Linked DNA regions of Mus musculus: region 1 is linked to region 2. Evidence: chromatin contacts called from public Micro-C data. All regions are on one chromosome and are shown on one strand. The core of a region is the stretch at or near the end of the contact, and the rest is flanking DNA. Distances in the headings are between cores, read along the strand shown.

What was found. A called contact is a pair of places that touch in the nucleus more often than the background predicts.
Region 1: a Micro-C map of the G1E-ER4 cell line shows a contact between it and region 2, with 2.8 times the contacts expected there. The contact joins the promoter of Cln6 here to the enhancer-like site in region 2. A contact is called at or near these places in 3 of 39 promoter capture datasets (embryonic stem cells, macrophages and stem cell-derived epiblast-like cells), 2 of 15 datasets of contacts at CTCF or cohesin (the G1E-ER4 cell line and embryonic stem cells), 40 of 484 Hi-C or Micro-C datasets (the Ba/F3 cell line, the G1E-ER4 cell line, differentiating embryonic stem cells and 5 more), 4 of 115 datasets of contacts at active chromatin or transcription factors (embryonic stem cells, extraembryonic endoderm stem cells and trophoblast stem cells) and 4 of 9 other capture datasets (adipose tissue, embryonic stem cells, liver and 1 more).

What each region holds. Positions count from the first base shown.
Region 1 is chr9:62,837,378-62,841,939 of GRCm38.p6, forward strand. It overlaps Cln6 (ceroid-lipofuscinosis, neuronal 6), which reads left to right and starts at 1,408. Exons shown (of 7, transcript NM_001033175.3): 1 at 1,408-1,577. The coding sequence starts at 1,504. It also overlaps the pseudogene Gm10653.
Region 2 is chr9:62,780,021-62,784,892 of GRCm38.p6, forward strand. Itga11 (integrin alpha 11) reads left to right here. Exons shown (of 30, transcript NM_176922.5): 29 at 1,916-2,029; 30 at 2,608-3,959. The coding sequence ends at 2,679. Among named protein-coding and RNA genes, the nearest start is that of Fem1b, 29 kb to the right of the region's middle. Within about 2 kb of position 2,156, at least 87 of the 459 cell types and tissues checked have an H3K27ac peak or open chromatin away from gene starts, as enhancers often do. A contact at or near this core is called in the G1E-ER4 cell line, differentiating embryonic stem cells and pancreatic islet, where this site is marked.

The DNA of each region.
Region 1 (4,562 bases), core at 158-2,657, 57 kb after region 2:
TTCTGGATGCCATCTATGTTCCTGCGGCTCAATCTATCTGCCAGGCTCCTACCGACCGACATGGCGTCTGAGCTTCACACCCATGGGTCCAACAGCATCCTGACCCAACCAAAGCTTCGTGGGTCCAAAGATGACGTCTCATTTACCTGTGCTTGCTCCACCCACTTAGATGCAGCGCCTGGTCACATCTAAACTCCTCTCCCCTTACAGCCATGCATCCGAAGAAGATAGCTCCCACACCACTGGGCATGTCTCACCCCCAACCCCCCTTTACTGATACAGTCCAGGACCCTCATTAGAACTTGGTACCCGACAGGCTGCACCTCCTCCATCTCTGGTTCTGCCTCTGGGCTGTGCCTGAAATGCACACATATGCCAGTCTCTTGCCAGGGCCCTTCCTGAGGTTCTCAGGGATTGGGGGCTCCAATCTAAACCCCTCTCTCCCCCATCTCAGCCAGTCTCTCACTCCCCTGAGCAGCGTGGTTCTCACACAACTTTCCACTCCTCCATACCAGCTAGTCTCTGGACAGGGTGTGGGAGGAGGAGGGGTGGGTGTGTGGGGAATTCTGGCCGTTCCCTCTGCCTGGAGCTCTTTCCTGTCTCCAGTTCATACTTCTCTGTCAGCTATCCTTCCTGTGATGCCTGTTTGGCCTTACTGCCTCTATGGCTACACAACCCTCAGAACTTCCTCCACCATTACCAGAAGCTACGAACAGAAGCGCTTCTGAACAGGGCTCATAGGTTCCTGCACAGAACTTACGAGGTTCTTAACACAATTGAATGAGGAAGGGGTGTGTGTCTTTCCCCAACGCCAGGACTGGATTCTGGACCACCTCGTTGTCCTCCAACTAGGAGAGAATTCACTATTCTCTTCACCTATCAAAGCACAGTGGATAGTTTATCGAGCAGTCTTTAATCTGAGGAAGGAGGGCTCAAAGACCCCGGGTCTTCTGATGACCTCACAGCTTGGTCATTCCAGGTCCCCGGTTCACCTTCGTCCAGTACCCTCAAGCCCGGCTAGGCAAGGCTTCCTTCCTGCAGAAATGCAGAGAACCCAGGAAAAAAACAAAAGCAAGCAAACAAACAAACAAACAAGACGCCAGGCTTCCCCACTGGAGTGCAGATTCAACTAAGACCCAAGACCTCTGGGACATAAGTTAGGCCCCTCCTTCTCAAACAAAACACGCCCTCCAGCTGTCTCCCTCCACCTCCGCTCTCTCATTCCTCCTCCCTCCTCCCCACACTCCATCCTCCTCTCCGGTCTTGCCCCAAGCCCCTCCCTATCCTCCTCCCTTCACCAGTTCTCCCCCTGCTCTTTCCTCCAGCTTCTCTCCTCCCTCCTCCCCTCCAGCCTCCAGCTCCTCCCCTCCCCTCCCGCCCGCCCTGGGGCCCCGCGCTCGCTTCCCTCTCTCCCGCCCAGCCTTCCCCGCGTTGGGCGCCGAGGCTCCGCGCGGCCCGCGCAGCCGTCTCTCCTCCCGGAAGGCGAGGCCGAGCGTGGCGGCCATGGAGGCGGCGACGCGGAGGCGGCAGCTCCTCGGAGCGGCGGGCGGCCCCGGTGTCGCGTTCGTGCAGGCCAGGTGCGCGCGGAGCGGGGACAGGGAGGCCGCGAGGGGCCCCAGAGTTTGAGAGACCTCGCCAGGGTTAAGGAAACCGCAGGGATAGGCTACTCGGGGGCCACCCCGGCCAGCCTGGCTGAGTCCCTGTGCCACTTCCAAGTTTTTAGGAACCTCCTGCTCTGGGCAAGACTGTGACTCTGCTCTGAATCCGGTGGCTCAGGGCCCAGGGAAAGTGGGCCGTTAACCGGGGACAGCGTGACTCTCCCATCCTGAATGAGAGACCCCTTCCCTCAGAGGGGAGATGTTTGGGGTTTATCTGGCTCGACAGGGCAGAGCCAGAGGCGCAAAACCCGCCCTTTCATCTTTTCCTCCAGTCTGCCTCCATCCGCTCCACTGACCAAAGCATTCCCGCCTGTCACATGTATTGATTAAACACCTGTCATGTGCCTAGCGTTGTGCCAGATGGCAAACAGGAAAGTCTGAGCCAAAGCAGGTGACAGCTAATTCTGGAGGGCTTTCTGGAGTTGAACAGTACAAGACTCTGCAGAGGACAGACACTTACTGCCGGGCATGGTGGCAATGCTTTTAACCCCATCACTCAGGAGGCAGAGGCAGGTTTCTAGGGGGATGTAATCCAGTTGGTAGTGACTGCATAGCATGCAGGAAGTCGTGGTTCTTCCCAGGCCACAGAAACTGGACATGGTAGACAGTGGAAGGATGTGAGGAAACACAAGGACTATACATACTAGTGTTGGACATGTCACACGTGTAAGAGAAAATCAACGACAGGGGCTGGACCAACTTTAAAGTGCCCTGAATGTCCCAGAGTTGGCCGAGAAGGCCCTAGAGTCTGAAGTTGGAGGAGGCACCTACTCTGGGTGGGGAGGCTGTTCACTTTGAGCAGGAAAGACCCCTTACCTTCCTCACCTGAGTGACCTGGTAAAAATGTATATTCCATATGCCACAGGTACCAAAGAGCCGTGGAGAGATTTGAGCACTCATGTGCACCAGGTGAATTTTAGGAAGTCCCTGGCACTGTTTGGAATGGTGGGGGAAGTTCTGGGAGACTGGGTTGAGGGCAGCCTTTTCATAGTTCCGACTGGGGAGCAATTCTCTGAGCATGTGCTGTGCTGCCTCTGGTAACATTTCTACCTGGTGGTCATCCTATGAGCTCTCCGTGGCGTAGTCACAGGGTAGCCATCTTAGTTTGTATATACACGTCATCAGGGCAGATTTGCCCTTAGGCACATTATTGAGCAGCTTCTTGTCACTTGAGGGTCCCTATACTCTAAGTATTAGGTCATCATCTCTGACTGATAAGGAAGTGGTCCAGTGTGCAGTAAGGAGGTGCCTGACCAGACTGAGGCTCAGGCTGTAAAACGCCCAAAAACCTTCTACAAGTTCAGCAGACATTCCACAAGCTGCCCCCGGCACTAAGGGGATCAAAACCATCTTCCATATTTGTGGCTGTCACGGTTGTTCTACCTGTTATCTGTCCATCGACGCTACAGTGTTTACATTATTTAAGCTGTCTTTGCTTTTTGTGTTTAGACAGGGACTCTATTACATAGTCCTGGCTGTCCTGGAACTCCATCTGTAGAACCAGGCTGGCCTCAAACTTGGAGATCCACCTGCCTCTGCCTCCTGAGTGCTATAAGGTGAGTGCCACCACAGCCGTCTCTGGGACCTTTTCTTTTTTTCCTCATTGTTTGTCTGCACGTCTTCATTTTTGTTGAAATGTCCGGAGCCCTTCTCTCTACTCCCCGTACACAACTCTCTAGACAAGCCCTTTGCCTTTCTGCCCCCCAGGCTTGCAGATGCTGCTGCCTGGTCCTGGCTTCCCAGCTGTCGAGGTGTCAGTGCCCCCCGCCCCGTGGTAGACTTGGGAAGCTGAGGAGGGGAGCAGGAGCAAAGGCTGGGCTTGCCTCAGGTTACCTGGACTGGCATTGGCTTTCGCCAAGCCGATATCCTCCTCCATTCAGTCTGTCGCTCCTGATGGGGGCCTAGAACCAACGTGGCCTGGGGGGAGGGGGCTCAGCCTGGGAAGTTTGGAGTCAGAACTTGGGACAAGCTTGAGGTTCCTCATCTTGCGGTGTTGAGGGGAGGTACCTTTCCCCTGTGTGATCTGCCATCACTGTCAAAGCCCCGCAGAAGGAAACGGTTGGTTCAGAAGTTTGCCTGTCTTTTGTCTGTGTATTGCTGGTAAAGGAAAGCTTTCATTAGGCTGAGGAAAAGCCAGCACGAGAGAGAAAGCCCTGCAGTGCAGAGCAGGATTCTGAGCATCCACGTGTGTGAGTCTGGAGTCCCGAGCTCGGCTCTTCCCCTCATCCTGTTGCTACCTCTTTCCCCTACCTGCCCCCCTAAGCTAGGCCGCACTAATGTCAGGGGTTCTCATTTACTGAAGTGCTTCCTGGGATAGAGGGAGAAATTGTTAAGGAGCCTCTAGTGTGAGCCAGTGCACCAAGTGGCCTCATTTCCCCCACTTCCCCATGTGTGTGCTTTCAAAACCCCTTTATTCTTTCTCTTTTCTAATTTTTTTTTAGCAGACTTAATTCTTTTATTTTTCTTGTACAAAATCCTTATGTAGTAGCCACAGCTGGAGCCTGGGTCCTCTGAACAGAGACTCTGGTGTGATCAGTGAATTCCTGATAAGGAGACTTGGTGAAGACAGTCTCTTTCCAGAGGTGGGGGTCAGGTAGCTGTAAGTCTTGGAGATGGCATCAAAGGTGGCCTTAGCAAAGTTGCCCAGGGTGGCAGTGCAGCCTCTGGCTGAAGTGTAGCAGTCATCTATACCGGCCATCATCAGGAGCTTCTTAGGCACAGGAGCAGAGACAGTGCCAGTGCCTCTGGGGGCAGGGATGAGACGCACCAGCACAGAGCCACAGCGGCCTATCACCTTGCATGGAACAGTGTGGGGCTTGTCAATCTTGTTCCCCAAGTAGCCTCTCCGCACAGGGACGATGGAAAGCTTGGCCAAGATGATGGCCCCTCGGATGGCAGTGGCAA
Region 2 (4,872 bases), core at 906-3,405:
CTGCCCAAAGCGGGTCCTAGGCAGTACGCACACCATCTCTCCAGCCTCCTGTCTCCTTTTCTTTCTCTCTCTCCTCTCTCCTCACCCCTCTATCCTCTACCCTCTCCTCTTTCTCTCTCTCATCTCTCTCTCATCTCTCTCTCATCTCTCTCTCATCTCTCTCTCTCTCTCTCTCTCTCTCTCATCTCTCTCTCTCTCCCTTTCTTTCTGAATCAGGTTTTTTTGTAGTCCTAGCTGTCTTGGAATTCACTATATTTTGTTTTGTTTTTGTTTTGTTTTTGAGTCAGTTTCTTTGTAGTCCTGGCTATCCTGGAATTCACTATGTAAACACCACACTGGCCTAGAGCCCACAGATGTACCTGCCTCTACTCCCAAGTGCTGGGGTTAAAGTCATGTACCACTGTGCCCATTTTTTTTCTTCACCTAAGTTTAAAAGCAAGTCGAGGGCTTGGTGTACAGCTCTGGTGGGGGAACGCTTGTCTGGCATACACAAACCCTTGAGTTCAACCCCAGAACCATAGAAATCAAGAGTGTAGATGTCACCCTCTTGTGAAGTGGAGACAGAAGGGTCGGGAATTCGAGGGCTAGGGCTAGGTAGGGCTAGGAAAATGCCTCAGGTGTTTGCCTCACAAGCATGAAGGCTGGGTTCAGTTCCTATAGAGAGCAGCTGCTCATGGTGGTGCACACAGGTAAACCCACAGCTGGGCTTCAGAGATGGGAGACTCCTGGCACTTGCTAGCCTGGGGCTTGCTAGCCAGGCAGTCTAACCACATCAGCCAGCTCCAGGATCAGTGAGAGGCCCGGTCTCAAACACTGTTCTGGTGGAGAGTGACTGAGGAAGACATGTGATGTCAACCTCTGCCCACTACATGCACACACACGTGTGAGCACTTACACCCTGCAATAAAAACTAATGTTTAGGGAGCTGGAGAGATGGCTCAGCGGTTAAGAGCACTGACTGCTCTTCCAAAGGTTCTGAGCTCAATTCCCAGCAACCACATGGTGGCTCACAACCTTCTGCAGTGGGACTTGATGCTCTCTTCTGGTGTGTCTGAAGACAGTGTAAACATTCATAAATATATCTTTAAAAAACAAACAAACTAATGTTTAAAAAACAGTTCAACAGCCGGGCGTGGTGGCGCACGCCTTTCATCCCAGCACTCGGGAGACAGAGGCAGGCGGATTTCTGAGTTCGAGGCCAGCCTGGTCTACAGAGTGAGTTCCAGGACAGCCAGGGCTACATAGAGAAACCTTGTCTTGAAAAACCAAAAAAAAAAAAAAACAACCAACCAACCAAAAATACCAGTTCAACAATAACATGTAAAGAAAGGGAGTTCGTTACATCAAAAGAGAGCAAGGTGGGGTCAGAGAAGGGAGTAGAGGAAGGAGGGGGCAATGCAATTTTAATCTTAAAAATTAAATAAGTAAATATATTTATATTTTAAAAGGTAGTTCATGGTCATCATCGGCTACATAGCAAGTATAAGGTCAGTTGACCCTAACCCCCACTCCCATAAAAAGGAAAGGAAGGAAAATTACAATTGCAACGGCTTCCCAGGGCTCCTGGGCACAACCCTAAGTTCCCCAAGTGACCCTGGGGCTCAGAAACCACACCTGCACAGACCAACACGAGGACATTGGTAGAAATAAGGACCAGCCAGGAGGGCTGTCAAAGAGTGGCAGTCATGGAGAATCAGGGGGAGCAGACAGCTAATGCCGAAGAGAGCACGGCTCATGGAGCCCATTACCCTCCTCCCGTTCACGCAGTTAGAGGTCAGCTGGGCAGAACTAGCTGTTGTGAGACCTGTCCCTCCTCACATCTCCCAAAGGGACAGGTGCAGCTCTACACTGCAGATGTGCCACCCTCTGCCCTGGGCAGTTGTGACAATATTGCCCTGGCCCCCTCTACTTGCAGGTCACATTTGAGATCTCCAAGCAAGAAGACTGGCAGGTCCCCATCTGGATCATCGTGGGCAGCACTCTGGGGGGCCTCTTGCTGCTGGCCCTGCTGGTCCTGGCACTGTGGAAGGTGAGGCTCCCGTAGGTAGGGACAGGAACAGTATCCCTGTCTGACCTCAAAGTTCTAGGCCTGTGCTTATGTTCCATTCTCCTGTCCCTGAGATCTGGCACTGCAGACTCCTTCAAGTGCTTGCCTGTTGCCATGACACCAAATGCCTTCCACAGCAGGCAAGACTAGTCATGCCTGCAAAGGCCAAACTATGGTTCCAAGCCTGTAGGGTTCCTCCTACCAGATTTTTTTTTTTTTAAAAAAAAGGTCTAAGCAATAAAACTGCACAAAATCTCCTTCAGCTCTGACCCTCTGTTTAAGAACTCGGGGCTCAATCTCCACCTGCTACAGATAAAGTGAGGGAGGCCCAAATTGGGATATTAACTAGGGCTGGGTGATCCAGCTTGACTTCTTGTCCCCTGGCCCAGGACTTCAGTTCACATACTGAATAAGGGAGTAAAGGTACTGAGGGTGAGCTGGGGGTATTTAGGGAAGCCCTCTTAGGGAGAAAATCTGAGGGGCTAACAGAGGAACAACAGATGACACCAATGTCGCCCAGCCTGTCCACCCCTCACATATTCCACTTTGCCTCCCCACAGCTCGGTTTTTTTAAAAGTGCCAAGCGCAAGAGGGAACCTGGCCTAGGCCCCATCCCCAAAGAGCTCAAGTGAGGATCCAGAGGAAGCTTCAAGTTGTTGGGGGCCCGACACCAGTCCGGGGGTGTGCAGGCCCGGGCTATGGCCTCAGAGCTGGAGCAAAGAGGACACCCATGGACTTTACATTGAGTTCATCTCTGGAGCAATGGCAACTGATCGCTGTGGGATGGACCTCCAGCCCGTGTTCGGAGTGACTTCTCTACTAGAGGCCAAGACCTCCAGTACAGATCCCTAAGGACTAAAAGGGACCCTCCAAGACCCACCGGTGGCCTTCCCCCAAGGCTCTGTGGAGGGAATCTGCTGCCCCAAACACTAAGGTGCTAGGGTTTTGTTGTCTTGCCCACCTCTGAAGAAACTCAAGGGGAAGCTAGCAAATACGAGCCCACTGTGCACGCCCTATCTGGACCTATAGCTTCAGGACTCCATGGCCCGGGAGCATAACCTCCGCCGCACCCCTTACCCTTGCTCTTGGTTCCCAAACCACAGCCATCCCTTCTCCACAGATAGACCCCAAAGATCTCTATGAGTGACCCAGAGTTGTGTGGCTTGATATGCCAGCTGCAGGCCAGTGATGGAAACACATCCAGGGACTGTGCCAAATGAACTGGAGGGAATCAGGATGCTGGGTACCTTCCAAACATCAGAAAGCAGCAGGGCTCTCCAGCAGTAACCACCACCCACTCAATCCTGCTCTCCAGCCTCCCCCGCAGCTCCTCTCAGCCGCTTTGGTTGCTAGGCAACTCGTGCTAGGGAGCCTGAGGAGGATGATAAAAATCCGTGGCTCTCCGTACCCTCTTGTCTGACAACTGCAGCTTGTCCCTGGTAGATGCACTGTGATAGGGAGCCTCTGTTTCTTACATCAGCACCTACACACACACACACACACACACACACACACACACACACACACACACACACGCACGCACCTCCCAACCATCAGCGTGTGGGAGAAGGGCTCCTGTAGGGGGCGCTGTGGGGGGCCTTCTAGGCATGCACTGAACAAAGCCCATGCAAGGCCCCTGGGAACCTTAAACCTCAGAGGCAGATAGGCATCTCGCCGGCCAGCTCTGGGATAAGCCCCAAGGACAAGGGGCATGCCGGATGCCCAGCAGAGTAATTTATGCCTTAACCTTTTGTTGAGATGGAAATGGACACATCAGTGTCCCCTGTCATCTGTTTCATCTGAACAATGTCATCTGTTCCCCTATGCGGTACGACCTTTACTGTCAGAAATATATTTAAGAAAATGTTCTAAACGGTATTTAAAAACAACCAACAACAGACATTCCACTCTGTGACAGAGCAAGGCTGCATTCTGTTTTAAAGAAGAAAGGGAGGAGGGTGTCTGCTCGGATCTAAATGTCGCGGGGACAGTCTTGTCCATTATACAGCCAGTCCTCTCCCAAGGTCTACCTGGCCTCTCTTGCGGTGACATCTCTGCATCTAGGTAGTGGGCACTGCTCACCCCACCATTGCCACCCACCCCATCTTTGGCCAGGGGCTGCCCCCACTCAGGTTCCCCGACCCTCCAGGCTGGGCCTTCAGTGCTGACCCACACACTGACTTAGGCCATTCTCGAAACAAAGCATCTCCATTCTATGCTCCTACTGGTAATTCACTTTTTCACAGCCTAACAAATAATTTAGAAAGTATTTGGGTTTTTTTTTTTTTTAACTTGTCTGTGTGTGTGTGTGTGTGTGTGTGTGTGTGTGTGTGTGTGTGTGTGTGAGCATGCATGTAGGCATGTGCACGTAGGTGCACAAGGTGGCCAGAAGAGGGCAGTGCAATCATTTTCCACAGCAAAATCAAGACTCAAACCAGGAATTTCATCTCCCCAGCTTCAGAAGGGCTAAATTGAAGGTCAAAGGTAAACCAAGTGAAGCTAAGCCCTGAGCTCAGAAGCCCACTTCCCTCTAACAGAAAATCAGTGGTCACCCTATGTGGTCACTGGTGAAGAGAACAAACAAACCACACTCAAAAGACTTGACTCAACAAGTCTTGTCTCCAACACTGTCAACTCTCACAGGAGCACTGCTTCAAAAAGCCTGATGTCCACGGGTTGGCATATTTTTGGAACCTGACACTTGTGCTTCTGATGCTAAACTGCACTAGGTATAACCTCTGGACTCCTTTCCTGCCATGTCCTCTGCCCACAATGAATAGTGAAATTTCTAGTACAATGGCATGGTAGCACACACCTGAATTCTC